4 separate regions of the Mus musculus genome follow, and all the other regions are linked to region 2. Evidence: chromatin contacts called from public HiChIP or PLAC-seq, capture Hi-C and promoter capture Hi-C data. All regions are on one chromosome and are shown on one strand. The core of a region is the stretch at or near the end of the contact, and the rest is flanking DNA. Distances in the headings are between cores, read along the strand shown.

Evidence for each region. Promoter capture Hi-C pulls out the DNA fragments that hold promoters and counts their contacts. HiChIP or PLAC-seq counts read pairs in DNA pulled down with a chosen protein or histone mark. Capture Hi-C pulls out chosen DNA fragments and counts their contacts.
Region 1: a contact with region 2 is called in a promoter capture Hi-C map of second pharyngeal arch cranial neural crest. The contact joins the promoter of Eif2ak4 here to the promoter of Knstrn in region 2. A contact is called at or near these places in 5 of 39 promoter capture datasets (the C10 cell line, cranial neural crest, hippocampal neurons and 2 more), 3 of 484 Hi-C or Micro-C datasets (CD4 T cells, regulatory T cells and uterus), 1 of 115 datasets of contacts at active chromatin or transcription factors (effector CD8 T cells) and 1 of 9 other capture datasets (adipose tissue).
Region 3: a contact with region 2 is called in an H3K4me3 HiChIP or PLAC-seq map of embryonic stem cells, with 13 read pairs. The contact joins the promoter of Bmf here to the promoter of Knstrn in region 2. A contact is called at or near these places in 2 of 39 promoter capture datasets (embryonic stem cells and neural stem cells), 1 of 115 datasets of contacts at active chromatin or transcription factors (embryonic stem cells) and 1 of 9 other capture datasets (adipose tissue).
Region 4: a capture Hi-C map of macrophages shows a contact between it and region 2, with 2.4 times the contacts expected there. The contact joins the promoter of Gchfr here to the promoter of Knstrn in region 2. A contact is called at or near these places in 2 of 39 promoter capture datasets (erythroid cells and pre-B cells) and 1 of 9 other capture datasets (macrophages).

What each region holds. Positions count from the first base shown.
Region 1 is chr2:118,386,589-118,391,373 of GRCm38.p6, reverse strand. It overlaps Eif2ak4 (eukaryotic translation initiation factor 2 alpha kinase 4), which reads right to left and starts at 2,757. Exons shown (of 39, transcript NM_013719.3): 1 at 2,522-2,757. The coding sequence starts at 2,665.
Region 2 is chr2:118,810,947-118,815,900 of GRCm38.p6, reverse strand. It overlaps Knstrn (kinetochore-localized astrin/SPAG5 binding), which reads right to left and starts at 1,898. Exons shown (of 9, transcript NM_026412.3): 1 at 1,592-1,898; 2 at 1,409-1,500. The coding sequence starts at 1,800. Gm38629 (a long non-coding RNA gene) reads right to left here. Exons shown (of 2, transcript XR_866658.2): 2 at 4,723-4,954.
Region 3 is chr2:118,546,576-118,551,464 of GRCm38.p6, reverse strand. It overlaps Bmf (BCL2 modifying factor), which reads left to right and starts at 1,779. Exons shown (of 5, transcript NM_138313.4): 1 at 1,779-1,925; 2 at 2,295-2,424; 3 at 4,453-4,749. The coding sequence starts at 1,803.
Region 4 is chr2:119,164,909-119,169,797 of GRCm38.p6, reverse strand. It overlaps Gchfr (GTP cyclohydrolase I feedback regulator), which reads right to left and starts at 2,010. Exons shown (of 3, transcript NM_177157.4): 1 at 1,925-2,010; 2 at 28-122. The coding sequence starts at 1,960.

The DNA.
Region 1 (4,785 bases), core at 1,508-4,007, 430 kb after region 2:
GAAGTGCTTTGTAGATGGGGAAGAGGGAGATAAAATAGCCATGTGGTTCAGAAAACAAGTAGTTCATTTTGATTCTGTTAAAAATTTTTAACTGCATAAATTACATAAATATGTCTATGATTAATTTAGGAGAAAATTTTTGTTTCATGTTACCACAAATAAAATTTCCCTAACATACATCTACATTTTTACCATTGAGTAAGAAAATAGACCTTAGAAGAGAAAAATAAATCAATGAATAAGAACAGTTCAGAGCTGGGCAGTGGTGATGCTTGCCTTTAATCCCAGCACTCGGGAGGCAGAGGCAGGCGAATTTCTGAGTTCGAGGCCAGCCTGGTCTACAGAGTGAGTTCCAGGACAGCCAGGGCTATACAGAGAAGCCCTGTCTCGAAAAACCAAAAAACCAAACCAAACCAAAACAAAAAACCCAACAAACAAACAAACAAACAAAAAACAGTTCAGAGAAAAAGAAAAACCATGAACATGGTTTCTAACCAATGAAATACAAATTAGATGGGACAGCTTTCATTCATTTACTGTCAAAATGAAAGGACGGAGCATGCAATGTTGACAAAGGCTAAAGAGATAAGTGCACTCATAAACAACCAGTGGACCCAGAGACAGAAGGAAGGAGGGAGGGTTTGCAATGCCTCCCAAGGGAGGAAGCAGACCCTCTGCTGATACGGAAAGCTAGACAAGATAAATAAGTAGTATTTTTTAAATGTCCTTGAATTGTAAACTATATCTTAAATGATTGATACCCAAACTTTTAAATGTGTAAATTAATTTTTGATATACACTCTGAACTGTTTGACTATCCATGAATGAAATGTTTCAAAACTGACATTTAATCCATGACATATCCCCCAAAAGTTAAAAAAAAGTGATCTGAGTTTACTGGCAGTAAACTTGACCTGAAATGAGAAGAGGTCATTGTCCTCACTGTGTTCAGGCTGACATTTGCATATTCATACATTTATTTCATTGCGTTTACATTGTGAACACACCCCCACAGGCATGGAAGGAGGAGGAACATACACCCCGGATTATGTGTAAGAACACTTCTGTATTCTGAAAACTACTAGGCCTCAAGGGTTCTAGATTCAGGATAGTGGCACCGAATAACCTTTCCCTGAAGAAAGGCAAGTAGCGGGTGCTAATGAGAGCTTGTTCAAAGCGTAACCTCTGACTCATCAGACTGAGCATCAATTATTTGCCTGAAAGGCCTATGAAAGAAAGTGTTGGTGATATTGCTTGTGATCCAGAGCCAGAGTCTACTACTGAATAACTCTACCTGCCTTTTACACTATCTCTGGGTTAAGTCTTCTTGGTTATAAAGGCCACCGTGAGCTGTAAATTCCTGGGCTAACTGGGATCAGCTGTAAATTCTTAGGATTATCAGTATCATTACCTAAAAGTGGCTGATGGTTTTCCTTCCATTTTCCTGCACCTTGGGAACATAAAACTAAAAAAACTAAAAAAAAAAAAAAAAAAAAAAAAAGCCAGCTGGGTCTCCCTGAGTCCCCTGCACATTCTGTAACACTATTCTGGTGGCCTAGGCCCTACTTCCTGGTTCCCTGGAAACAGAGAAGTTGCCAGATGACCTGTAGGTTATCTTACTATTTACAAGAAGCATGTATAACTGTATGTAAAGTTACAAATAAGGCCTAAAAAAGTAAGCTTCCCGCCGGCAGCAGGGGTTTTGTGCATGTTTTACCCATGACTGTGTTCCTAGCGTCTAAATCATTAAATTAAAAAGTATATTGGTTTAGTGGGAGAATCTTGGCCCTGACAGCTTAAGTAAAGCCTTTTCCTAAAGAAATACTAGATATAGAGAAAAGACAGACATTGTGAGTTAAAGAAGTAAGGCAGATGGAGGAAAGAAGTACTTTCAAACTTCAGGAACATTTTAGTTCGGCAGATACACTATTCAAGGATAGGGAGAGACTGTCACTGCCCTCAGCTTAACTTCCACACAAAAAAGGAAAGTGATGTTTTAAATAGAACTCGGTAAACACTGCATTACAGCGACAATAAACATGTTCTATACCTATTCCTCAAAAGTCTCGGAGGAAGGTACAAAAAGTTCTTCCACACAGGAAACGGGATTTACACAGTGTGACCTGGGAGTTTGTTTGCTGAGAGCACAAGACCTGGACCCACGCCCCCTAAGCATCCCCAGCACAAAGTAGCAATGAGTGACTATGAATGTGCAGTCACAACCCACCTCGAGGCCTGGGGCGAGTCAGTGTGGGGAAGAATGGTTGGAAGGACGAAGGGTGGTTAGGGGACGTCAGTGGGAATAAGAAGCACAGCAGAGAGAGGAGCCCGACCGGGGAAAAAAGAGAATTCAGGCCAGGTGCTGCCTTCTCAAGACCAGTGGCGGCGCAGAGGCAGAAAGTGAGGGTAGTGGAACTGCAATATGAAAAGCCTTTAGGATCTAAGTGGTCGCCCCAGACTGGAGGCGTCTGGCTGGGTTCCTAGACTGGAGAACACCGGGCCAGACCAACCACGTTCCTACCCGTCCGCGCGCATCCGGCCGCAGATCCTGGAAGTCCGAGCCGTAAATGGCCTCCAGGGCCTGCAGCTCGTGGTCCTGTCGCTGCGAATAGCTCTCCTGTGGCTCAGCCCGGCCGCGTCCAGAGGCCCCGCGGCCCCCAGCCATGGCGGCCGGGGCAGGCGCAGCGGCCTAGGCGAGGTAGCGGTGATTCTGGGGTGGGTAGGGGAGCTCCAGCCCGCGCCGTGACCGAACTGAGGGCGGGGCCTCGAGTCGGAGTCGGGTCTGGGGGAGGGGCCTCGAGCTGATGACAGGTCTAGGGGGTGTGGCTCTGCTCTGGGGAGGCGCTTTAAAGACAGGATCTCCAGCGGGAGACGAACCTGGGGGCGGAGTCTCGAGCTGAAGACCGACCTAGGGGCGTGACTCTGAGCAGGTGAGAGGGCCTTGGGCGGAGCCTAGGCCAGGAGGCGGGTCTGAAGGCGGGGTTCTCCGCGGCTGACTCGTTTGGCCCACTCCGGAGAAGGCCAGTGGGCGGGGTTTTGCTCCAACTTCTCATGGCCCAAGACTTCTAATAAAACAAGAGTAGGGGAAAGCTTTGCCTTCTTCCTGAGGGGAGAAATTGAGTCAGGAATTGCCAACACACTTTGGAGAGCCAGTCTCTTAGGTCAAAGTGACAACACATATTAGTTTTCACAAAACAAGTATGTAGCAGAAACAGGCGCTGGAACTCCTTCACCCTGCCTGGCTAGAGAGAGGAAAATTTTAGAGCGCAGTCATGAGTTAAATCGTTTATCTTACCTGACCTTCCCAGAATGAGACTACTGGGAGGAAAAAACCGTAAACCCTGTTTCCCACATTCGTTACCCTTGAATCATTAATTAAATGTCTCATGCATGCTCTCTGGACTCTCTGAAATTCTCTCCTTGCATTTTCAAATCCCACAAAGAGAATTATCCGACCAGTTCATTTAATGTAAATTTGAGCATTCACATTCATGTAAAATGTTGCACCCTACTTTACATACTTAAGGGATGTATTTGTGTCCATATGAGTCAGGGTCTCCCTCTGCAGCATGGTCTGGCCTTGAATTCATAGTAATCTTCCTACTTTATCCTCTCAGCGCTAGGATCATGAGACTGTGCCACCATCCCTATTTGACCATATTTTTTTTTCACGCATATAAGTAACCTATCTATTCAGACATTGCTATTGCTTTGTTGTCTACCTGCTGTAGCTTAATTCAGAAAAAAAATGCACTATCATGCCTCGAGTTAGGTTAGGTGACATGTCTCTGTCAATCTTGTTTGCATCTATCTTGTTCACTTAGTAATGTTGACTTAGGCATCTCACCTTCAGACCACTCTGATCAGACAAGGTAACACAAAGGCCTTTTAGAAACCACCTCCTCCCTCCTTCAGCTGGAGACCTGTTCTGTTTCCAGGGACCCCTGCCTGGATACATGGCAGAACTCAACAAACAGTGAAGATATTTGTTGAGTGCTGCCTTTTTTTTTTTTTTTTCAGCTCTCACATTCAAACTGTCATCATGTCCTCAGTTTCCCCCTAAGCTGCAGCCCATTTTTACCACCTCTTCACTGGCTCTCTATTCGGCCGTCTTCATCCTTGCCCCATGTTAAGCAGCTCTTCCTATTGTAGCCAAAGTAAAGTTCCTAAATCACGAATATGGCCACACTAATCTCTAAAATCCTTCCAGTTTCCAACTGCTCTTCTTCTACTACAAAAGAAAAACTCAATACGGATTTTTTTCAACATAAAAGCAGAGGAAACATTATAATAACCCCAGGTATTTGTCATCCAGGTCCACAATGTCAGATGTCGTCACCAGTATTGTTTCATTTTCTCCATCCTTAGGAATGCTTTAAATATCAAATATTGTGGACTTTGTTTATAAAGAAGCATGTGTGTAACAGAAAAAGACATTTGAAACCCATTACACCTTAAAGTGTAACACTTTCTATGTTATTAATATCTGTATAGTAAAAATGCAAAATAGTAAAAATACTTTTATTTAATAAAACAATAATTATTGTGTGACAGTCTTTTCCTGGGGTGACACAACACACACACACACACACACACACACACACACACACACACACACACAATTTACCCCAAAGTAACGAATGCACCAATATAACTTGATGAACCATTGGGGTTGTTATTGGTGCTACTAATAGAAATGTGGGTGAGGAGTTACTTAAAGGAGCAGGGATGACTTAAAAGCAGCTACACCAGCAAAAAGCACACCCCAGCAAGAGGGAAGACCCT
Region 2 (4,954 bases), core at 649-3,148:
GACCATGAAGCTGGGGTGGGATTGCAAACAGAGATGAAAACTTTAGTTTGGTGAGGAAGGCTGTCACTGCCAGCTATCCAGGGCACTGTGAGGAAGGTGTGTGTGTGTGTGTGTGTGTGTGTTGGGGGGGGGGGGGCGGGCGGGGTGGAGAAGCAGCAGCAGAAGGCTGCAGAGTCCTGCCTCCACTCCTTAAGCAATGCTTCTGCTAATGGCACTAGGATGTCTTGAGATACCCAGGGCAAAGAGAATAAACCTTTAAGCCTGGTGGAAAAGCCTGTTTTACTTCACTTCTGAGGCCAAGCCTGCCTGCCGCTGTTCTCCGATCCGCTGCGCGGAATCATCTGGAAAGGGACGGTAAAAGGATGCTCCTAAGCCCTCCTAACAGCCGCCCAACGCCAGGACCATCTTCTGTGCTATAATCGCCACGTGAGGCAGTACAATCACTACAGACCTCACCTGATGACTGTCAACCACAAGAAAAGCAGCACAGACCAAGACAGAAAAGCAGCTACAAATTGTTTTCAGCCTCTCTCTCCTCTCAAGGTTCTCAGTAACTCTGTCTGGGCCGGGCTCATCTCTCTCATTCCACTCAACATATATTGATGGTCTGCTCGGGAGAGCCACTGTGCACCTGCTAATGTGAACAAGGAACCCTGGAGTTTTCTCCCCAATCTTAAGACAACCAATCTTTACCTGGAAATAAAAAGGATAACTGCATTAAAAGCAATTTCTAGGGTTAAAGAGATGACTCAGAGGTTAAAAGGGAAAATTACTCTTCCAGAGGACTGGAGTTTGGTTCCCTGCACCAATATAAGGTGGCTCACAACCGCCTGTAACTCCAGGTCTAGGGGATCAAGGCTCTGACTCTCGATGGGCACCTAAGCTCATATGCACAAGCCCCCCCTGCACCACATGCACACAATTAAAAAAAAAAAGGGGTTCTAGAGAGGCAAGTGTGGTGGCAGTGGGCCTGTAATTTCAGCATTTCGGAGCGGAAGTGGGAATGTTGCTGAAAGCTAACGTTACACAGGGCTACAGAGTGAAACCTAGCTTTTAAAAAAGGCGGGCGGGAGGGAAGGGCTGGAGCGGGGGGGAGAAAAAAAAAGGAAAAAAGGGAGGCCAAGCACTGAGCATGGTGACACAAGCCTTTAAGCACTCAGGAGGCAGAGGCAGGATCTCTGTGTGCCCCAAGCTAGCCTGGGCTGCATAGCGCTGCATAACCTTGGTAATCGCAAAAGGGGGCTGGGTCAGAAATAGGAACAGGGACTCTCTTACACAGCCTAGTTGGGGTGAGGAGCAGGAGGATGTCAGAGCTAACCGGACGCCGCCCCGACATACAGATTTCGTCCTTCTTAGTCCTAGCATATAGACTACAGACCCCCCGGCTGGTGGAGGTGTGGACACCCACCTGCGGGCAAGCCGCAGCTCGGCATCGAGTGAGGCTGCGCATCGCACACCGTCTTAGCACTGGCCATCGTAGCCGGGTGGCTTGGCTGGACCCTGAAAGTGCAAGACGGATATTAGCAGCGCCAGAGCCCCGCCACGCCAGCCCGCCCGTCCTTCCACCCGCACACATCCCGCAGAGCTTAACCCCGGTGCCGGCTGCTCCCATCCGCCGTTCTCTCCGCTCCCTTTCAAATAATGCTCCGCAGCAACTGCCCAGTCCTCGTTAGAGTCTGCCGCCGCGCTTTCAAAAGGAAACTTCCGGGAGCTGGGAGGGAAGGGGCGCGGCTCCGAGTCTGTAGGCGGCCCTGTTGTACGGAAGGCTGTCTCTTGTGCCTCGGCCTCGGGAGCCGCCATGCTGTACGGAAGGTTCGAGCAGAGTTGCTCCAGCCTGCTGGTCGAGGCTGGGCCAGGGACTCACTGGGCTGGCTTGAATGGAGCTATTGAGCCAAGCTGTCACATTCCAGCCAGAAGGCAGACACGTGAACTCGCCTAGCGTCAAGTCACAATCCTCTTTATTTGGTCTTTGATTGCTAAGGATCCTGCCAGGAATACAGGTGGCCTGAATAGAAACTACCAGGTGAAGAGCAGGAGAGCCTACTTGAAGGACACCAGTGGGCTGAAATAGCTAATGTGCTTAAAAACCCGCATGCAGATTTAATTACAAATTAAAGTTACTCATACAAAACAAGGCAGATTTTCAGTCGTCACGTTGAAAACACAAATACAAAAGGAGCAGCAGCCTGGTGCTGGACATTTAAGAGGGTGATGGGGTAAGGGGAGTATATAGAAGGGCTGACTTTAGCTCTGCCCTCTTGGAGCTTATAATCCAGAAAACACACTAAACAGACAACTGCAAACACACATTTACCATCCATGGGAAGATAATGAAGGGAAAACAAAGATGCTATAAGAGAGAAAAGCAAAGAACCAGTATAAATCGGAAAGACTGAGGTCCTAGTGGTCCACAGTGGTGATTCTAGCACTCAGGAGGCTGCCACGGGAGAATTGCCCTGTCTTTAAGGTTAGCCTAGGCTACATTCCAGGCCAGTAGGAGCTACAGAACAGCAAAACCTTATTTAAATAATAAGATTTAGGTGTGTTTGATTCAGGAAAGATAAGGAGTTGTTAATCTCAGGAACAATGAGAAGTGTTAAGTTTTAAGGTAGAAATGGATCTCCCCCCCCCCATGGTGACAATTTTGGCATTTTGATTTCTTTTATGAAAATGTGGTTTTGTTTTAATCCCTGGTGTGGGATATGGGGCTGCTTCAGACAGTTCACAGCAACTGACTATGATGTGCCTTGTGCTCTATCAGAGTGCGATGGTGTTATGTTTGGACTTTGGGAACTTTTTAGAGGGTATATAAATGCTAGGGCCCTGAGAAATGGTGTGGGTTGTTGGTTGCTTGCTGTTGGTTATGGTTGGTCACACTTTGTTAAGTAGTCATGTGCAAAGAAGAAAGAACAAGAAGAAATTACATACCCTGACAGTGAAGATCAAACTTGCCCCCAAGGAACTCAATGCCCCTAAGCAGCAGGAAGTGGTCTAAAGATAATGTCCTTTCTCCTCTTTCTTTTATTCTCTCCTATCTAGTGTTAGGGGGTTGAAAGGGTGGAGAGGGTGAAAGAACCCACACAGTAACCAATGACAGTTAACTTGCTCTCTCTCTCTCCCGTCCCCCTTTCTCTATCCTATCTTCTCTCTCCTCTCTCCTTTTTCTCTCTCCTTTCTCTATCCTATCCTCTGCCTCTTCTCCCCTCTCTCCTTTTTCTCTCTCCTTTCTCTATCCTATCCTCTGCCTCTTCTCCCCTCTCTCCTTTTTCTCTCTCCTTTCTCTATCCTATCCTCCTCTCTCCTTTCTCTATCCTATCCTTCTCTCTCCTCTCTCCTTTCTCTATCCTATCCTCTACCTCCTCTCTTCTCTCTCACCCCTCTTCTCTCCTTCCTTTACAGGTGCTCACTATGTAGTCCTGACTGTTCTGAATTTACTACATAGACCAGGCTAGCCTTGAACTCACAAAGATCCAGAACTACCTACCTATGATCTATCACAGAGATATATTTGTACCTTGGGAGTCCTGGGATTAAAGACATGGACCAGACTTTTTTCTTGGTAGAGCCCTTAAAGTCATTTTCTTCCTATTCTTTTGGTAACCATTTGGAATTTTCTATGCCTGCCCCAGTACCCAAATAATGACACTGAGTCTAATTTATTTATGAATTAATGCCTATGGGGTTGATTAATTAATGTGATGGGAGTTGGTCCGGTGCTGCTGTGTATTCAAATGCTAAATACTGGCCCCCAAGATGTGGTTACCCCCAATGAGCAGATTCTTACATACACGAATTATTGGTTCAATGAAAAATGGCTACAGCCAATTACTCAGGTGACTAGAAATAGACAAGAGTTTTAGTTACTGGGCTGGGGATTGCAGGCAGGGATGATGAGGAAGGAGAGGGAAGAAAGAAGAAGATGGATAGAACAGGAGGTCTCCATTAGATAGGATGGACCAGGAGCCTGTGTCCAAGTAAAATGGACCCTGAGGATAGTTTAACATTGAGTTTGGGCTCCTGGCAGATGGCACCCATGCATTTGCCCACCTACCTGCCCAGGAGTACGCGCACACACCAGTTAATTTTAAGATGCCTTGGATACTCAAAGGCAGGACACTTCTAATCCTCTGCCTGCTACTCTAGGCCCAATCCTGGAAGTGACCAGTGGCCACTTACCTAAAATCTCCCATGGCTGGTTGGCTTTATTTCCTACAACGACCATCCTTCTCCCACCACTTCATCGACTTTTCCCCCACTGCGCCCTAGTCCTCACAACTCTAAGGGTCTCACCCTGTCTCCCTTTGCCCAGCCATCAGATGCTGGCATTTATTGGTCAAACCAAATGGGGACAAGGACCTTTATCGTTTGGACACGCAGATTTCCCGATTGGATCAAATCATTAGAACCAGTCTCCAACAGGATAGGCTGGTGGAACAGAAATTACCCAGGAAGTCATAGATGACAAGTATTTGGGGAGCACAGCTGGGGAAGTAGACAATCTAGTATATAGGAAAATAGATTGGGGGCAATCCCCCGGTAATTGCCCCAAAACTATTATAAATAAATCGTAGTCTGAGTTTCATTAATTTGGAAGCAAGACAGGGGTTGCTTAATTATTATAATTTAATAATTTATATTTGGAGCATCTTATGTGGGGCATAGAAGAACCCAAACAACCTGAGAGAAGTTACCACACCAACCCTCCCCACAAAACAAAACAGCTTTCAGCTATAACTCTGTCATTTTAATACTAAGAGGTTAAGAAATGCAGCTGCCAAACAAAGAACAACAACAACAAATCTCCTAACAATCACATACAGCCAGTAAGTAGTCCAAAGGGCATGGGAAAGCCTCTCTCAGAAAGAAATTTCTCAATGCACTTCCCTGCAAAGGGCACCAGCAGCAGCTGCTAACTGGAGCCTCAGGCACTTCCCATGTGTGTGACAGTGCTCGG
Region 3 (4,889 bases), core at 530-3,029, 260 kb after region 2:
CATGGTGGCTCACACCCATCCTTAACTCCAATTTCAGGAGATTCCACCCCCTCTTATAGTCCCCTTGGGCATCAGGCACACACCTGGTACACACACATGCATGAAGGCAAAACACCCACACGAATAAAGTAAAAATAAATATATCTAAAAACAATTAAAAAAGAAAAACAGAAAGAAAGAAACCAAAGTAAATAAATAAAAATTTTAAAACAAAAAATAGCCAAAGACAATTGAGTCTGGGAGCCCCAGATCCAGCCAGCTTGTATCTTAGAGCAGACTGTAAGTAGAGACTGTAACTAAGCCCAGCTTCTCTGCTTTGCCCGTGTCTCTATTGCAGCTCATTTAGGTTGTGGCAGGGCTCTGTTCCTTTCACTGATTTCTGCCTCCCCACTCAGTTTTCCCCAAAATTCATCTTCTGTAAAATCTTTGCTACCAGTCCTCTATAAAGTAATTCCTTGGGGCTGAAGAGATGGCTCAGTGGTTAAAAGCACTGGTTGCTCTTCCAGAGGACCCAGGTTCAATTCCAAGAACTCACACGGCAGTTCATAGCTGTCTGTAACTCTGGTTCCGGATGACACGCTGTCACAAAGACATACATACAGGCGAAACACTAACGCACATAAAATAAAAATTAACAAATTACTTTTAAAAAATACAGACTCCTCAGCCTGGTATTCCAGGGGGCACCTCTGCAATCTGACCTGAATCTACCTGCCCATACCCTCACATCCTAAATCATAGTGAAGATGCCAGAGAGCTTGATGGGGGGGAGGGGGGACGGGGGGGGCGTGCAGCTGATCTTGCTTTCCAGACATGTTAAGTACTTTATTCTAGCTCCCTGACCTCTCTGGGTCAGGACTGTTTTATTTGGTTTTTATTTAGTGAAATATTCCCCATTCTTCAAGGCCCGACTCAAAAATCTTTGCTTATTATCCCTAAAATAGCACCATTCAAGCTGGTTTCCATCATTCACATGTGAAGTATCGGTTCATTGAGGTCAGGCACCAGAAGTCTAGCACTTAGACCAGGACCTGGCACATAGTAGGTGTTCAAAAAAATGTGGAGTCATCCCTAGATTGGCCATAGTACACGAGATGCGTTTTGCTTTCTTAGCAGTCCAAGAACAGCCTTCTGCTGCTGCCATAGATAGGGCTGTCCGAGCTACCCCTTTGATTTCCCCTCTGCTAGAGTCCTTTTTTCAACAGTGATCTTCCACAGTCTAGAAGAGAGGACATGGCCTTTCTTTGCACTTGATGGATCCGAATGTCATTTGGTTCTAGATGCAGACACACGTGTTCTCCTCCAGCTTTCCTCAGACACGCCCAACAGGAAAGAGGGCAGTTTTTTGTTTTGGTTTTTTATTTGTTTTGCTTTTTTTTTATTAGGGACCAGCAGCTCGGTTTTTTTTTTTTTCCGCTATATATTACAAGGCGCGTCTGAAAACTCCCAGTCTCCTCCTGAGCCGGCTTTTTGGAAGTCCTGCAATAACTCAGCCCATTTCCAAGTAGACAAAAGTCACTTAGGCGTCTTGTCCCCCCACTACCTAGTAGAAAACCTAGGGACTCTCTGTCGTTTCTGGGGCTTGCATTAGGAACCGAATCCTCACCCTCTACAGCGCTCCAATTGCGCTTCTGACGGAGGTCAGAAATGCGCCCGGCCCCTTATAATGTTTCCAAGGGAAGGTTTGTACATTGGTGATTGTCCCTGGCAGCTGCCCAGCTTGAGACTTGGACCTCCACTTGCCATTGGTCAGTGGTTGGAGTGACGCAAAGAGGGGCGGGGCCTCATCAGCTGTTTGCGGGATGCCCGGAGCGGGCGTATTTTGGAAACAATACCGCGCGGTGTGCCGTGGCCTCCTCCCGCGCCAGCTCGCGCCTGCAGCAGTCGCTGCCGCAGCCCGCGCCACCGCCTCCCACCGCAGCCCGGTGAGCGCCCGGGCGGCGGGGGGCTAGGCGGAGTTGGATCGTACCTCCTCCGGGAAGTGGGGAGCGGAGTCGCGCAGCGCGTGGGGGCCCGGGGAAGGGTTTGGACTGCGGGCATCTGGGGTGACCACGGGGAGTTGGGGTGCAGGGATGTGGGAACGAGGTGCAGAGCACAAATTTGTGGTTGCTGCTCCAAGAGGGGCTTTCGGGAAGCATTTGGAATTCGGAGTTAAAAGTAGGTGAGCAAATGATCCTGGGGTCCACTGCCAAGCTCCCGGACGCTCTGGCCTCCGGGTGTAACTGTGGGGTGGGGCCGTAAGTTGTGGTGCATTTTGCCTCCCTGCGGAGTCTGAAGGCTCCTCTTCTTAACAGCTGGAGTTTGCCCCCTTCTTCCCAATCGAGTGTGGGCACCAAGCCCCCCGAGTGTTCTTCACCCTGGACCCTGGCGCAGAGCCCTGGCATCACAACTCGGAGGCTGAGACGCTGTCCTGGAGTCACCCAGGTGTGTGTGCGTGTGTGCATGTGCGTGCGCGTGTGTCCTGAGATCTTAGCCACTATTGAGTTCAAGGTATCTGGCTAGTGCTAACTCCTAAGAGGAGGAGTTTATATTGAGCATCCTAGTTGGATCGCCGAAGTTCTGCGATGGCTCCAGCGGACTTTAAGACCTTTGCTAGGAATAAAGCATTCCCTGGCGGTGCTCTCAGGAAGTGCCCTCTTCCTATCAGTCTGGACTTTACCACTTTAGCTCAGGGAAGCTGAGGGTCTCCACTCTTCCCCAGTTTACTTTTGACTTTGCCCAGAGCCCCTCCGAGGTTCACACTAACTGGAGAGCCACCTGCAGTTCTTGTGCAAAGTGGGGGGGGGTCCTCCGCGTTTTCAGAGCCACACCCTCTGGCTGCACCTCCCCCACTGTCCAGTCTAGGCAAGGGTTGAACTTTGGGGCTTTGCTGGGAGGGGGAGGGGAGTGATAGGCTTCAAAAGAAACACCAAGACAATGACTCCTGCTTGTGATTGGCTCTGGAGAGTCCCTACTTTGGTTGGGATAGCCACACTGCAAAGAAGAGGTTGAAGGACAGAAGAAGCACTGCTAGGTGACATCTCTTGGTCCTTTCATCTGGAAACTTTACGCTGGAGTTACCCCTTTCCTATCGGAACAATAGCAGGCATGGAGTCATTCTCCAGGGAAGAGGGCACAGGACTACGGATAGCTCAGGGGTGGGATGGGGTAAGGCTTGAGGGTTGAAGTAAGAACCTCACAGAGCTTGCATTTGGGAAAGTAAGGTTTCTGAACCTAACTGAGATTTCTGTAAAGACTTAGCCCCACAAACTACTTGGCTTGTCTTTCAAAGGCAATAAAGTGGGGATCGGAACTCCCTGGAATCCCCAGCAGTCTGATGATGACAAAATTTGTCCTTGCATCTCCTTAACCATTCAGGTGCTTGTTGATGCTTCTGGTTGCCCCAGGGGCCCTAACTCAGGCGAGGTCAGCTTGGAAGTTCAAGCTGCCGGGTGACTCCAAGTGCAGAATTTCATGAGCTGTCAGGTGGAGCGAGAGGAACTTAACACTAAGAAACAGCCCCACTGTGTAGGCAGGGAGAGAGCGCTCAGCAGGAGGGCTGAATTTCACTTCCTTCTGCGAGGCACTTTGCACCTATCTCAGGTTCAGCTCTGGCAGGAATGGGAGGCTGAGTGGATGAGAATTGGAAGTCACGAAGATTAGCGAGTAGAATTAGCTGGACACTTTGCTAGAGGCCGATTCAACCCTCCAGATTAACCTGTGGTGAGCAGGCAGCTTTGCTCCTCTGGACGGGAGCTAAGCCAGCTGGCCAGCTGGAGTGACTAAGTTACGTCCCCTGTTCCAGGACACACTCACCACACCACAGAGCCTGTTTGTTGTGTTGTGCAAGGAGGGGGTGGAGATGTGCAGCAGGGTGGGGCTTAGCACGTTAGGAGGGAACCTGGCTGCTCTACAATTCCTGGCTCTTGTTTTTGCTGCTTAGCCTGGAGTTCAGACTTCGCCGAGAGCCTGGAGGTTCCTGCTTAGGAAGTGTGTGTGTGTGTGTGTGTGTGTGTGCACATAAGTATGTTGTGCACTTTTGTATAGTCAGTAAGTGTCCCCTTCTGAGCCTCCACAGCCACTTACAGAGGCTAGTCTTGCTTCTATGTCCCCAGGTACCCGGTGGTAGCACCTGATCCTACCCTTGCTGTTGCTCGCAAATCCTCAGTGTCAAACTTTGTGACCAGCCTAGGTCAGAGGAGGGGGTGGGGTGGGGGATGGGGGGAGGGTGGCTCTGGCAGGTACAGAGAAAAGGCATGGAGGGGCCCTGACCATAGAGGCCACATTTTGGGGGTGAATGTCACCCTTGGTGGTGTTTTATTACCAGGGTTGTGTATCATCAGAAGTTGGCTTGGTTCCCTCACATAAGAAGAGCAGGGGTGGGGGGTGAGGGGGGAAGGAAGGAGGGGAGGGGAATCCTAGGTCTGGCCTCAGTAGGACAGCAGCCCAGATGCTTCCATTGTTCTCTGACAGGAGAGATGGAGCCACCTCAGTGTGTGGAGGAGCTAGAAGATGATGTGTTCCAGTCAGAGGATGGGGAGCCAGGGACACAGCCTGGGGGCTTGCTCTCTGCTGACCTGTTTGCCCAGAGCCAGCTGGACTGTCCCCTCAGTCGACTCCAGCTCTTCCCTCTCACCCATTGCTGTGGTCCCGGACTCCGGCCCATAAGCCAGGAAGACAAGGCCACTCAGACCCTCAGTCCAGCTTCCCCAAGCCAGGGTGTCATGCTGCCTTGTGGGGTGACAGAGGAACCCCAGAGACTCTTTTACGGTGAGTGCTCTTAACCTTAGAGATTGGGGGAAAGAGGGGACTTTCCCTCCCTAAACCTGCTCTGTACTATTTCCTTCCTCAAACTGAACAGCCAGGGCTATCTATTCAAGAGCTTTCAGCCTTCCTCACCTGAGCTTGGG
Region 4 (4,889 bases), core at 761-3,260, 350 kb before region 2:
AAGGTGCGCAAGGATGCCACTACTTACAAGTTGTTTCCCAAGACACTTCTCTTGGAGGCCCCCAGGTGCTGCATCAGCTCCGGATCCGAGTGTTCATCACCCACCATGGTGGGGCCCACCTCCTGCAAGGAAAGCCACGGTAGCTGCTTAGCTGGGTGGCAGGCAGATGTGCACAGTTCCACTTCTCTTCCCCTCCCCCGGCCCCGGGGAAGCTCTAGGTGAAGGGGAGGTGGTAATGAAGGTCAGTTAAGGTGGGACATAACTGAGAGGGGAGCACAGTGGGTCCTCCCTAACTTCCCAAAAGGCTGCCTGTTGCCTCTGAACACTGCCTATCAGTGCTTTCAAGCCAGGTGCCACCAGCCAGGTTTCCTGTGTATTGGCATCACTTGGAGAATGAAGGAAATGAGAACATATGTCCACATACAATTTTGTACACAGGCAGGTAAACCTCCCAAGTTACAACCGACACCAAAATAAGAAACAAACCAACAAGAAAAACATATGTTCCTAGCAGAACTACTCATAATAGCCTAAAGACAGAAAGGACACAAAGCTTGTCAGTTGATGAGCACACAATACAATGTAGCAAGCCATAGCTGGGCGGTGATGGAGCACACCTTTGATGTCAGCATTCGGGAGACAGAGGCAGGTGGATCTCTTGAGTTCAAGGCCAACTTGGTCTACATAGTTCCAGGACAGATGGGCCTACACAGGGAAATCCTGTCTTGAATTTCCGCTCCCCGCCCCCCCCAAAGGAAAAAAACAGACAGAAAGACAGACAGACAGACAGACAGACAACAAAACCTCCATAATTTAAGAGAACCAAGCCAGGTAGGACATGCCTGGTGGGACATGCCTGTAATCCCAGTAATTGGGAAGCAAGGCTAGCCTCCAATACATAACAAACTGAGGCCAGCCTGTGTTACATGAGACCCTGTCACACACATACACAAAACTTGGAAAGAAGGCTAGTGAGATGGCTCAGCATGTAAGAGCACTGACTGCTCTTCCAAAGGTCCTGAGTTCAAATCTCACATGGTAGCTCACAACCACCCACAATGAAATCTGACACCCTCTTCTGGTGCATCTGAATACAGCTACAGTGTACTGATTTATAATAAATAAATCTTTGGGCCTGAGTGACTGGGGTTGACCGGTCAATTCCCAACAACCACATGAAGTCTCATAACCATCTGTACAGCTACAGTATACTCATATACATAAAATAAATAAATAAAACTCTAAAAAACAAAGAAAGAAAACTTGGAAAGAATTTTAAAAAATTATTTGAGGAGGAAGAGAGGTGAATGTGCCCAGCAATCCAGATTTCAACAACTGTACAGGTTTTCATGGCCCTTTGGGTATTGTCAAGACCTCTCCTGTTTCATGCTGAGCCCACTACTCCTGGCTATCCCCTGGGAGCTAGATTTGTACCTACCGCTGGGCATTGGAATAGGATGGGGTAGCGCGCCCAGCTATTTAGCTGTGGGGGTGGGGGGGCACCAGGTATCCTTTGAAAGGGGATTTGAGGAGACTTATAAAGCAGCCAGTACCACCTCCCTCCCATGTCCCCCCCCGAAACTTCACCTAGAGAAGCGTGACCTCAGACCCCCGCGTGGTGCTCTCCAGGCTGCCCGCAGCCCTCTCCACCTCTAACCCGAATTCTCTCTGCATCAGAACGAGCCCTGCCTGGAGGGGGCTACAGGTGAGCCGCTGTGTGCGCAGCTTAGCTTGGCCTTTGGCGTGCGGGCCCTGGCTGCAGCGCTTGTGAAGCGGGTCGTGGGTGTCCCCGCGGAACTCCCTGCCCATCCAGTCGCCTGACCCTGCCTGGTGTCCGCGCCGCGGGGGCGTGGTAGGCCGGTTGCGGGACCATCAGGAAAGTCCCTTAGAGTGGCTGTCGCTGTCACCCACTCCAGGTACTCACCATACGGATCTGAGTGCTGATGAGCAGATAGGGCATGGTGCGTGGCTGGGGCTGCCCGCGACCACAGTCCCGTTACTCCCTGCTCTGTCCGCGGGCGGCGCTTGGCGGCCGTGCGGACACTGCACGAGCCAATCAGGAGCGCGCGCCGCGGTCCCGCCGCCCCAGAGACCTGGAAGCGGGCGTGTCCCCGCGGACTTCACTAGGAGTTGTGGCCATGGCGTACAGGGTGCCTGTCGCCCCTTTGCCCTCTTCCTGCAATACCTCCATGCTCAGGCTCCAAAGTCCGGCGGATGCCAGTCGGTTTCCGCCTGTCCCTAAAACGTAGCAGAGCGAAAACTGCGCTGAGGACTAAAGGGAAGCGGGGACTGCGTGTCCTCACCAGGACGCGTGCCTTGTGAACTTAAGTGCACGAGGCGAGGCGAGACGCGAGTGTCAGGTCCTGGGCAGTCCTGCGTCCTGGGGTCTGTCCTGGGGTCTGTCATTTTCAAGTGTGGCTGCGGGTCTTTGCATGCCTATCTATGGCCCTGCAAATTAAGTCTGTGCATCATCTACACTCTTGGCTGGGTGCCAGTCCTCTGGCTGTAAAGGCGCGGAACCTGTTCCTCCTGCAGGGAGCCTTGGGAGCACGCGCAGATCACAGGGTAACACCTGAGGCATAGAAACGTCGATCCCTAAGCCTGATGCCCAAGAGAGGGCGGCGAGTTCACAACTAGCTGGTCCACGCCCTCATCTAGAAGTAGACAGGTCAACATTCTTCAACCGACTCATTCTGATTGGTTCCCTAAAAAGCAAAGACGAACAAAATAGTTGCCCTGGAAAAGCATATAACCAGTTGCCCTGGAACACGCCCCGCCCCTGGCCTGGAAACCTGACCTTCTTACCTAACTGGTCTGATGTATTTATATGATCCTCTTCCTGTCCGGCACCAGCTCTCGCACCCCAACAATTAGCGAGAGGGATAAGACGCATCTATGTTTAACAAAGAGCTCGTTAAAGAGGCAGAAAGGGACGTGCTGTAATGCAGAGGTAGAGGGCAAAAACTGAGGTTCTAAATTTAACCCTCAGTCCTGGGACGGTGAAAATAAAAGTCTCATCAGGGAACCTATCAAGAACCCCTACAGGGGCTGGGATGATGCTCCGCTGATTCCATGGTTCGCTGAGTTTGATCCTAAGCTCCGTTGTAAGCCGGAACTGAGAGCTGGGATAAAATAAGCTCTTTTTCCCCTAAGATGCTGGGCTTGTTGTGGTGGTGGTTGTTGTTTGTTTTGAGTATTTTATCTCAGCAACAGGAAGGAAGAGAGAGAGAGAGAGAGAGAGAGAGAGAGAGAGAGAGAGAGAGAGAGAGGCAGAGAGAGAGAGAGACAGAGAGAGAGACAGAGAGAGAGACAGAGACAGAGAGACAGAGAGACAGAGACAGAGAGAGACAGAGAGAGACAGAGAGACAGAGAGAGAGAACTGAATCTGTCTCAGAACAATCACAAACCAAAACCTAATAAGGAAACAAAGGAACAAAACAACAAACCCTCACCCCACCCCATAACAAAAAGAACCAATAGGGGAAACAAGATTGGCAGCTAACTTGGCTAGGCACTCCATGGGAGCAGAGATGATCAATAGGCATATAACCAGTTGCCCAAACCTTTAGGAATCCTAGAAATGCAATGTTTTATCATGTGTCTTGTCTCTGTGTGTTCACAGACCTTGTCAAGGCTAACTTCTGAAAGTTATAGACAGTTTTCAGGAGCTGGCTCTCTCCTCCCACTGTGTGGGTTCCAGGGCTCAAACTCAGGTTCTCAGGTTTGGCAGCAAGACCTTAACCAGTGAGCCAGTAAACTTCATCTTTATACCACCAGACACTGCCTTACAGAGAGCAAAAAAAAGAAGGAATGTACAATGTATGAGAATTTCCAGGTGTGTGGTGCATGGCTGTGGTTCCAGCTACTTCAGAGACTGAGGCAGGAGAAGCACTTGAACTTGCAAGCTAAAGACCACTTGGAGGTAACATAGTGAGATTTCATGGGGGTAAGGTGGTGGCTCACATCACTAGCCTTAGTACTCAGAAGACAGGATTGCTTCAAGTTCAAGGCTAGCCTGTGTTGAAGTGTGAAATATTGTCTTAAAAAAGGTCTCCTGCCCCATGGGCCTGGAGAGATGGCTCAGAAGTTAAGAACACTTGGTGCTCTTCCAGGGAGCCCTTATTCAGTTCCCAGCTCTCACATCAAATGGCTCATAACTGCCTCTAACTCCTCCTCTAGGGAAGCCAGTGCCCTCTTCTGGCCTTCACAGGTACCTGCTCACTCACATACACACAAAAAAATAAACCTTAGGGGCTGGAAAGAAGGCTCAGTGGTTAAGAGCACTGACTGCTCTTCCAGAGATCCTAGTTCAATCCCCAGCAACCACATGGCAGCTCACAACCATCTGTAATAGAATTCAATGCTGTCTTCTGGTGTGTCTGAAGACAGCTACAGAGTACTCACATACATAAAATAAATAATTAAAACACAAAACTTACAGGACTTTCCTCCCCACAAAAACATGAAGAAGAAGAAAAGACTCTAAAAACCAAATGTAGGTAAAGTGCTGGCGGTTGGGACTATCTGTCTGCTGAGAGCACTTCTATTCTTCAAAGTTGTGATTGTCACAATCAAGTTTCACCCCTTGTGACAAAAAATAAATCAGCCTGGAGTAATGGACACCTGTAATCTCAGTCCAGCTTTGACTCCCAATGGGTCATGTGTTTCCAGTCACCCACCCAGGAACTCTTTGGATCCACTAATGAAAGACACACACACACACACACACACACACACACACACACACACACACATCAAAGCTGAGCAGTTCTAATCCTCCCCTAGCTACCCCAAGCTCAATCAGGGGAGTGGCCAGTAACCATTTACCTGAATTCTTACCTGACTAGTTGGTTCTCTCTCCTGCAGCTCTAAATCTGATCCATCTCCCA